2 separate regions of the Mus musculus genome follow, and region 2 is linked to region 1. A link is a contact called in public Hi-C data. All regions are on one chromosome and are shown on one strand. Each heading gives the region's core, a stretch centred on a gene start, on an enhancer-like site or on the middle of the called end of the contact. The rest is flanking DNA. Distances are from core to core; before and after follow the strand shown.

Evidence for each region. Hi-C and Micro-C count contacts between places; a contact is called where the count stands out from the background.
Region 2: a contact with region 1 is called in a Hi-C map of epidermal suprabasal cells, with 3 times the contacts expected there. The contact joins two enhancer-like sites. A contact is called at or near these places in 3 of 484 Hi-C or Micro-C datasets (adipose-derived mesenchymal stem cells, epidermal suprabasal cells and liver).

The regions. Positions count from the first base shown.
Region 1 is chr2:48,080,311-48,085,740 of GRCm38.p6, forward strand. All of the region lies in intron 4 of Gm13481 (predicted gene 13481), which reads right to left. Among named protein-coding and RNA genes, the nearest start is that of Gm52576, 250 kb to the left of the region's middle. Within about 2 kb of position 2,266, at least 18 of the 459 cell types and tissues checked have an H3K27ac peak or open chromatin away from gene starts, as enhancers often do. A contact at or near this core is called in epidermal suprabasal cells, where this site is marked.
Region 2 is chr2:48,875,303-48,880,732 of GRCm38.p6, forward strand. All of the region lies in intron 4 of Acvr2a (activin receptor IIA), which reads left to right. Among named protein-coding and RNA genes, the nearest start is that of Acvr2a, 64 kb to the left of the region's middle. Within about 2 kb of position 2,384, at least 1 of the 459 cell types and tissues checked has an H3K27ac peak or open chromatin away from gene starts, as enhancers often do. A contact at or near this core is called in epidermal suprabasal cells, where this site is marked.

The sequences.
Region 1 (5,430 bases), core at 1,016-3,515:
GATGCAAATTTCTCTAGGATGCCATTTGAAGAAATCATAGACCAACATGGGCTATGGGAATGCCAAGGAAAACTGCTCTGAATCTCAAGAATACATGCAGCAATGCCTTGGTGTTCCACCAAGCAAAGGAATAGTAAGTCTAACTTAAGGGTACTCAGCCTCTATTCCTTACAGTGCTGCCAGGCCACTCACAACACATTATAAATTCTACTAGATCTGGCTTCTGTACTTAGTGTCATGTGCCCTCTGATTTTGTGTGTTACTATTCTGTCAACTTCATGACTTATCTCACACCAGTCTTTTGTATCATGCTGCATTTATTTTTGTGACTCTGACACCCATATGTTTTAGCCCTCCAATGACTTCTATTTCATACATGGTGTTACCTTATACTCCACAAATAAACAGCCTTGAATATGAGATACTTCTCCTCTATTCTCAGCTCTGCAGTTGTTAGTCAATGTTTTTCTGTCCTGCTTAGTAGCAGAATGAAGCATCAGCCTACCCTACTTGTAATTAATACTACAAAGACAGTTACTACTGTTGCACTTCCCCAGAAAAACAAATAATCAGAACATATACTCTGCTTCAAAAAAGTAACAATGAATAGTTCTTTAGACCTTGTGATGTTTTAGGAACTTCTCATAATCTTTTCTCTGTGTGTAGTGTGTGTGTGTGTGTGTGTGTGTGTGTGTGTGTGTGTGTGTGTGTGTATGTTTGTGTGTGTTTTCTATGTGATGTCTCAGGAAGTGGTCTGGCACTCGACTGTACCATACATTATTTCAAGTTGTTTAGTAAGATGCATCACTTCATAACTAAAACTTTTAAGTTGCATATTGGAAAATATAGAAAGTGAAGGTTGGTAGCTTAGTTGAGCTTTAGAAATAGTTAGATTGGTTCTTAAAATTGGCCAATTGCATTTCACAATTTAGAAACAAAGATACAGTAGCCAGGACTTCACAGACCTGATGAGTGAGTCATGACACCAAAGACAATAAACACTGAAAGCAACTTAAGACAATCTCAAATGTAGAGAAAGTTCTTTATAGTGGCACACTGGGCATGTAGCTACGTGTTGTTCTAAGCATGACAGACATTTGTGAGTGTAGCTGTTAAAGCATTCAAACAAATTTGAAGCAAGAAGAGTGGGCAAATACACATTTTCCAATGAGACACAGGCACCAGGCATCATGGGTTCAAACACGACACACCAATAAATCTTTCTAGCCCTTTAGATCACTCTCTAATGCTGGTGTTCAGTATTAGCTAGGGAGTAAACCCTAGCTCATTGTTTTTCTGAAGGTTCCCACAAAACAAATGTTGTATAAAACCTTGGATGCTATTGAGAAAGAAGGCAACCAGTTGCCAAGTAAGTTGATATGCTCAACTGGAACTGTATCACATACTCCTATGTACTGGCCGCTCATCAGAATGATTTCTGTTGTCAGTTTTATTTTTGTGCAGCTAATCACCTCAAAAAAATGTCAGGGCTATTTTACCATCTTTTTTATATGTTAGCAAATGCAGGCTCTTCAGGAACTAATTCAGCCAAGACCCCACAGCTAGTGTGTATTGAGTCTTGGATTCAAATACAATTTTTTATGACATTGAAACGGATTCCACTTATCCACAAAGCTATTAAGAAATAAATAATAGTTGATATCAAGTTCAGTTCCTTTGCTTTATTGTTCTAGATTATTCAGGCAAGGAGGTCTTGAATGTCTCTTTTAAAATATCTATGTCATTGTATCCACTCACAATGATTTGCCAGTAATTGCACACAATCTATAAAAAAAATAATCACCTCATTTTACTACCACATCTCACATGGGATAAAAAGACTCCAAAAGAAAACACAACTATGTAGAATTGAAACCCTTCCTAAAATGTCATTGCCTTAAACTGTGAGCTGCCTTTATGTGACTCTGACTAAAACAGATGTAGGCTCTGTGTCCAGTCCTCCCATTGACACATTTCCAAATAGGCCAATGGACTAGCTCAGCACAACCCAGTCTTTGAGACAAAGGGGAGTCTGACCTTTGGGCGGTCAGGGACTTTATATTGACGTCATACCTCCCACTCAAATGTGCCCTGAATAATATTTTCCCAGGATAGGTACCGTGGGAAAACTTTAATATTCATAGGTGGCAATTCAAAGAATCCTGAAAACTATGTAGAGAAAAAAATGCCCTCTAAGATGACTCCAGTGTCACTAACACAGCAGTCAGAACAAGTATGAAAGCCCAAGGCAATGGCAAGCTTACTCTGCTGTTTGGAACAATGTCCTGCTTGTGTGGGTATCACCCCCTTAAGATTCATATCACAGGCAGGATATGAATGTGTCCCAAGCAGGGTTTGACAGCTGTTTCTGAGCTTTCTAGATCAGAGATAAAAATAGATACTATCAGCATAGCCTTCTTTATGCATTTCCAAATGGATGAGTTGTCATTCATATTATACAACTATTTCTAACCAGTTGCCCAGCCTTCTACCCCAGTAAGCTTTGCTCAGCCACACCTCAGTAACCACTGGGATTCTTTCATAATCATTTTTCCAAGATTCCCAGAAATATCTGAACAATACTTTAAAGACCTGTAAGCCCTGGATTGCTTTGTCAAATCATGAATAAAACACCAGAGTCAGTTACCAAGCACTACCAGAAGGAATGTGAACTCTTTTACCCAGAAAAACATGGTTTTAACAGATCCTGAAAATACCCTTATTGTATAGGCCATCCATGTACTCAAGTGATGACAGCAGGAGGCCCTCCTAGATATTAGGAAAACATACAAAGCAATCACAATCTTGTTTTAAGTTTGCAATCTAGTAATGGAAAAAAAAAACTTACATACAGCTAACCTTGATAATACACAATGAATATTAGTCAAAAGGCACCCTAGCTGAGAAATAGCCACAGTCTTATAAATAATAACTGAACATAGATACAGAAATATTATCTACTTCAGGGATAAGTCAGAGAAGAAAAGATTGATTTTGTCCAAAGCAAGAATTAGTCAATTTCCTCCCTTTCAGGCCACATCAACATGACTTACAGTACAGGTCCACCGTTTTAGAAATGACTTATTGTACTGGGACTCGGGGAGAGGAAACAATAGGTAATATCATAGCTTATCTAGAGTGGAAAATAGAATGATTTTAAGGTGTGACACTGTGGAGTCAAATTCAATTGCCTTTCCCAATTTACAAATATGACTAAGAAAAGTGTGTGTGTGTGTGTGTGTGTGTGTGTGTGTGTGTGTAGGGGTAAGAAAAGTATGTGTGTGTGTGTGTGTGTGTGTGTGTGTGTGTGTGTGTGTGTGTGTAGGGGGGAATTGTGATTACCTAGTAGGTCAAACATAGAAGGCTAGTTGTATGGAAATGGAAGGCTTCTAGAAATTGTGGCTATGAGTTTTTCATATTGATTACTGCATGAAATTGCTGAAATCTCAAGTTCTTGAATTCTGTGGTGGTTTGCCCCAGGGAATGGCACTATGAGGAGGTTTGGCCTTGTTGAAGTAGGTATGGCCTTATTGGAGGAAGTGTGTCTCTGTGGGGGTGAGCTTTTGGATCCTCCTCCTAGCTGCCTGGATGTCAGACTTCTCCTGGATACAGTCGGATCAAGATATAGAACACAGCTCCACAAGCACCATGCCAAGCTTTCTGTCTTGATGGAAATAAACTGAATCTCTGAACATGGCAACCAGCTCCACTTAAATATTGTCATGGTGTCTCTTCACATGAATAAAACTCAAACTAAGAAAAATTTAAAGTCTCATCTTCAGACTGAACTTGGGGTGCATGTCTGGTTAGCTGCTGGGCCTCATTGGACATCTTAGCTTCTTCATCATTGTTCCTTTCAAGCCCCTTTGCCTGTGCTTACTGAGGTCTCAGTTCCCTTTAATAAAGGAGTAGAATGGATGAATCTACCTGAAAATGATGTTTGCAAATGTAAAACTCAGTCACATTTCAAATTTTAAATTATTCTATAAAACCACATAAACAGGAACGGAGAAAATCTCCAACTAAAATGTTTTCCAATCTCAACATCCTTCCTTTCAGAAGCTAATATCAAATGCACTCTATACCTCTCTCTAAATTTGTACATTTGTCTTCACTTGCCAGGCCAGTGGCACATATTCATCATCTCAGCATTCAGGGTGCTGGCACATGAGAGCTACACATTTCAGTCTAGCCTGGGCTATATAATGAGACTTAAAAAAAACCCACAATTTTATACACACATAAATTGTTTCTGGGGATTGTTTAGGGATAGTACTTTTGAAATCACATGTACTCATATTGCATTATGTGCAAGCTGCTTTAGAGACTATTCAGAGATGACTTAGAACTGGACTCTAACTCCATTCTGCATCTCTGGTTCCCTATAGCCCTTTACAAGAATCAACTTACTCTTCTGAGTTGGTCTTCAAATTCTTCATCAAAGAAGAGAAAATGTAGTGAAGTGCCCTGTGGTTGATAGTATGCTCAGTAAATTAAAAAACTTGCATCCAAGTTCTACACTTAAAAATATACCATAAGAAAAAGCTAATAAATAATCTAAAAGTGATCAAGGTCAGACAAACAGGTGGCTTCTTGTGAATCAATTGCCTAATGAATAAAGGAGCCAATCACTGGGTGAATAGGCAGGAATTCCGGGTTGGATGGAGGAAGAGAGGAAGAAGGAGAGAGTTAGGTCTTTTTGGAACAGGGACAGTGTAAGTGTAAGATATAGTTGCTAGAGGTTCCCGGTATCATGGCGGATCCACGGGGATTAGCCACGGAGGAATCAGATTTTAATAAGGCTTACAAGATCAGGTTTTAGTTGTTGTGCCCAGAGACTGAGTTACTATTGTTTCTGAACTAAGTTTGTGTTGAGTTTTCCTTCACAGGGTGGCTCGTCTTGGTTCAAGAGAGAAGGGTACTGTGGCAAAGCTTGAGTTTGCCTGATGTGCACCACAAAGGCCACGTAGGATTTGAAACATGGGACTAGCATGGTAGCGACCTGCAAGTTGGAACTTAGTGAGTTGGATAGAGAGACTGTGGAGTTCTGAGTCAGAGCCTCCATGAGATAAAAACAGGTCTGCCATTGCCCAGCTGTGCATGGTCAGCCAAGCAGCAGGGGCAGAGAGTTGGAGTCACACACAGCTCAGGAACATGCCAGATTCTTTTTTTTCTTTTTTTTTTTATTATTTCCCGCAACAGTTCCAGTTTCCACTTTGATACAATGTGTACATTTTACCTAGAAGGTTTTCTTTTGCCCACTGCTTTGAGCTTCATTTTTATTCTATCTCTGGATCCCTCATGACACAGAAAGCAGATCTTCTGAAAATAAATAAGATTGCATTGTGGAAGGTACAAGACCTTATGAAAGACAGAGTTCAGGTAAAAATTTTGAAGAGGATAATCTCCAGTTTGAACACTTCAACTGTG
Region 2 (5,430 bases), core at 1,134-3,633, 800 kb after region 1:
TACTACAATTCATAAATAATAGACCGAGACCTGTTGTAGGTACCCCCTGGGTTTCAGATGTTTGTTGCTATTGATATTGTTGTGTGTGTTTAGGAATGCTGAAAAACACGGCCTCACTTTTGTGCTTGAGTAACTTGGCATGGACAAATCTTTATAAGAAAGACAATCCTGAACTGATTTATAACTCTCTGTGGATTTTAAACTTTGTGAAAATGACATTGTTTTTTATGTGGAATCTCACTCTGGACACCTCAGACTTTCTCTGACATAGTGTAACTGCATGGTTTAAGTCTCATTTTTGGTGAGAGTTTTTATATAAATTTTGTAATCCTTTTAAATTTAAAAATAATTGGAGGTAATTACATCAAGTATTTACTGATTATTTAAGTGCTTGTTCTAGGGTGGTGTTACGAATAATTATATACATACATACACAAAACAAACGCACAAAGGGCTTCTTTTCACTGAATTTTAAATTGTGATACTGGTATGTAAGTATCATCTTTGGGATTTGTTGTAACATTCACATTCCTCAACCATACTTCTGAAAGTGTAGAATGGAGCTGTTGATAAAGTATATTTAATAAGCACTAGCTTAATTAATTTTTATCTCACAGGACTTAGTATGTAGTATTAGATTATAGATAAACTGTGATGTATAAAGGCTTACAAGTATCAGATCTGGAATCTAAGCCAAGATGCTTTTTAAACTTTGCTGCTTCTGCTTTTCTAGTTTGCTCCTCTTTTCAGTTACTTTTAAATACTATTTAGGTAATTCCATAACATCTTTGGCATCTCTATATCATGTTGTTGTCTAGTTTAGCTTTCAATATTGAATAGTTTGTGAGCACTGCCATCATCTTGTTAGCCTCATGAAGATGAAAGAACATAACACCACATCTGTACAGAAAACACACACTCATGTGTTTCTCTTTGAAAGTTGTTTGAAAATGTAGAATACATTTTTGAACAAGTGATTCGGCCATAGATAGAAATTTCTGGCTACTGGTTTGATTTTACCAGTGTGCACTCATTGTTTAAAGTGTTTGGGAGTAGTAATGAGTGGGTAGGTGAGGTATACTGCACACTTAAAGTCTTGTGGACATGCCTGTACTTTACCTGCTAGGTGCCCACCTTCCAACAGTTAACAGACCTGTTAGGAAGAGATCTTGCATTCTTGCCAAGAACATTTTCTTTGCACCTTGTTTTAAGTTCTTTAGGAAAATGGCATAGTACTTTTTACTGCTTAGAGAAACTTTCATATCTTTAGCTAATGGCTGGTTTATGTATAACTGCTATCTTGTAAGGACTTGACCTTAACAATATCAATAAGTTGGCTATGTCAGTTAAGTAATGGGAGTCATTATAACAAAGACATCATTTATTTAGAGTATTTTTATTAGTATTATCGTCAGTGATAATAGGACATACATAATTTAAAATCTGTTTCTTTAAAATTATGGTTCTTTATAAGAAACAAACCATTCACTGTAAAATAATTTAGCATGATTAAGGATGCAAACAAGGCATGCCTCCATGTGATTAGTAATTGAAGCTACTGACGTCTGTTTCTAACTCACCGTTGTTTCATGGTGTCACTGCTTTCACAGTCGTCTCTGATGGAAGCTGGAGAGGTAATGCTCTAAGCTCTCGCAGACCCCATCCACCTTTTACCTTGATGGTGTGCTGTTCAGAGTGTGCTGCCCTGCAGGTTATGGACGTCTCTGTAACCTTACAGCTCGTCTTCCTGCTTTCATGTTCTTCCCCTCTGCTATTGCTACAATAGTACTTTACATGTTAGATTATGTTCTTCTGTGATCAAAAGTACTCAAGGGCTCTTACTGCTTTGTACCCTATCATATGTGGTCCACTGTACATCATCTTCTCATGTTTTTTCTCCATGCTATACCCAAAACCATCTAGTATACACATCTAGAGTTATATTCTTCCCTCTTTGATTCCGATAAATAATCCCAGGAGAGAAAACTCAGAATAATCTGTATAAATATTGTATCATATTTCATTATTCCTAAGCTTCTTGAAGACAAAGTATGTAACTGCTGTGTTTATAGTGTTGGTGAGGGATGACCACCCTGCAAGTACTGAACGCAATGTTGAGTTTTTCTGTCGAGTCTCCTTGAGATGATAAGATCAATCGTAGGAATTCCTGTAATAAACATCCAGATACTTTTAGAACCTTGCCTTGAGACAGAACTGTAGTTTTGGAGGATGTACAATAAGTTGAAGTAGTCCTAGCTTCTATAAGACAGAGACATGGTTCCCGAGTCAAGAAGCAGCCTCTCGCTTTGTACTATATAGGCCACTTTTCTTTTGCTTCTGCTGGAGCTCTTTCCACACATAGGAAGAAGCTCATCCACAGGGAGTAAATTGAATGCAAACTGGTTTTTCTGGTGATGGTGAGTCATGAGTATGAGGGAATTGACGGACTGACTCTCTTATTAAGCCTTATTGTCGTAAAGAGTTAATGTGGTTTCAGTAAAACTGTTTGTGAACTTAAGTTTCCTGTTTATAAGATCTGTGTTCATGCTGAGAATACCTGCCGCTTGGTAAGGTAAAGATTAGAGTCTAGAAATTGCTTACCTTAAATAAGATACAAAGTTAGCTTTTTGTTCATTTCAAAAGGCTGTATATCTAGCACTTTAGTATTGCAACATTGTTCTTTTTAAAGTGACATCTACTTCCTTAGTCCTTATGAAATTTTGTCTGGTTGTTGGTTTGAGATGGAGTAAGGGCTTTCATATGTTGGGGATCCCCAAGTTGAGCATGCAAAGTAACCATTGACCTTAATATTTAAGCAGTAATAGGATGACATTTCATGCTGTGCCAAATTACTACCCTCTGAGAAACCAAATCATCTCTGAAAATGCTTTGTAGAGTTTTCTTCTTGATTGTGAACTTATATACATATCTATGGAAAAGTAGTGAGAAACCAAGTTGTAGGATAATATTGAAGCCAGCTTAGGAAAATGTGCTCCTTTCTTTCTTAGGAAAGATGTAGGGGAAACTTACTAAATGTTATTGATAATGTTTAGCATTTATAGAAGCATACCTTTTAAAATTCATCCGTACTTAAAATATAACTACATCTTCCCTTTCCCCAGGTTACCGTCCTCCAGTTCCTCCATGTCTCCCTGCCTCCCTCTCACATCCACAGCTTTGTTTCCTCTGAGTGCTTTGGTTACCTGTATGTATGCATAAATGTAAAGATACAACCTGCTGAGTCGGAATTTGTTGTTTGTGTGTATGGTTTCAGATTCCTTTCTTAGATAGTTTTCCCCTTTCTCTGCCTATTAATTTCCTGGTTCTTTACCTAGGGGTAAAATCCTATGAGATTTCTCTTTTTTGGTGATAATACCTGTTTATGCCGTCATTTCTTTTTTCTTTTTTCTTTTTTTTTTTTTGGTTAATTTTTCTTTATTAGATATTTTCTTCATTACATGTCAAATACTATCCAGAAAGCCCCCTATACCCTCCCCTCACCCTGCTCCCCAACCCACCCACTCCTGCTTCCTGGCCCTGGCATTCCCCTGTACTGGGGCATATGATCTTCGCATGACTAAGGGCCTCTCCTCCCATTGATGGCTGACTAGGCCATCCTCTATGCAGTCATTTTTAGGGAAGACTTTTACTACAGGCTTCCTAGTCCTCTAGCTCTTAAAATTTTCCCAGCCTGTCTTGTGCAGTATTCTCTGAGCCATAGATACAGAAGCAGCAATGTAGATGTGCATATGAGGCTTGGCTTCCACACTCGGTTAATCTCTGCTTGTGTTGTGTCCAGTTGTGGTTTTCTGTGATTGTCTCCATTTGATAGTAAAGAACTATGCAGACCTAGCAAAATCGTGGTATTAGATTCTTTTCTAAGGTCCATGACCTCATTAGCCCTGGGAATCTGGCTATGTTTCCGGTACCAGGCATTCTTTTCCTCCTGTTGAGTGGACCTTTAGTGCAGTCAGATGCTGTTGGTTACATTCACTGCATCTTGATGGACATTTCATCGTGCTGGTTAGTATTATGGTTCAGAGGTGTCACAACTGGGCAGGGTTTTAAATTACTTCCCTCCCTTGGCAGCGCGCATAGGATTTTCTAGAACCATGGAAGCTGGACCACATGAAGGAGGTTTCCAGATTGGATCCATTTTGAATTACTATTGTGTAACAAACTTTTTCCTGTGCAGATGCAATACACATATCTGTTTACCCTAGGAATTCCACAACAGACCAAAGTAACAAATACCATCAAAGTCGAACTTAGTGAACCATGAGTTTGATTGGGGTTACAATCAATGTGTCACTTTCAGGAACAAATATGATTCAAGGACAGCTACATTATCAAAGCCCATCGAGTATGGGTGACCGCTCACAACAACTGAGAACCTGGAGTGCTTTGCATAACCTGCAGGTAGCCCAACAGGTTGGAGAGTGTCCTTTATAGGTGACTCTGGTCTAAACCTCTTTTAGACAGCTCCATTGATCGCCACTTCTTCTAGGTAGCTGGTCTGGGCTCAGAGTGTTCATTTCATCTTTTGCCCTTCTGAGTCTTCTTTACAGCTTAGCCTATTAGGTCTGAGAGGGACTCAGCTTTTGTGGCAGAGAGAGGGGCCTAGTGAATCTGGTCAGTTTCAGGTATTTCCTGGAACTGTTTTGAGTTGTTTACTTTCTTGTTTTAAGGCATTATCCTGAAGGATGAAATGTTTAAATCTGGGAAGAAGCTGTTATAGAAGTAAGTTGGCGGCTTAATGCCTACAGTTTATTAATACATGTTGTTTTTCTTCTGCTTGAAACAAGACTTTGTTTGATTTATGGAGACAAATGATTTAGAATGAATTGTAGCAAAAAGGGAAAGAAATCATTTGCATTTCTTTTATCACTTTCTGTAAGTAATTTTAAGATTGGTGTACATCCTGGAATACCTTTCTCTAGCCTCATCTGTTTTAGTTTATGCATTTTTTCTTATGAACTATTAAATATACTATTATCCTTTTTTTAAAGTTTATTTTTTTACATTCCATAGTCCATTCCCCCCATCCACCTTCCAACTACTCCACATCCCACACCTCCTCTTCACCCCATCCCATCTCCACGAGGATGCCCCCAACCCCTAACCACACCTGACCTCTAAACTCCCTGGGGCCTCCAGTCTCTTGAGGGTTAGATACATCATCTCTGAATGAACACAGACCCGGCAGTCCTCTACTGTATGTGTGTTAGGGGCCTCATATCAGTGGGTAATTGCTATCTGTTTGGTGGTCCAGTGTTTGAGAGATCTCCAGGGTCCAGATTAATTAAGGCTGCTGGTCCTCCTACATGATCGCCCTTCTCCTCAGCTTCTTTCAGCCTTCCCCAATTCAACAACAGGGGTCAGCTGCTTCTGTCCATTGGTTGGGTACAAATATCTGACTCTTTCAGGGCT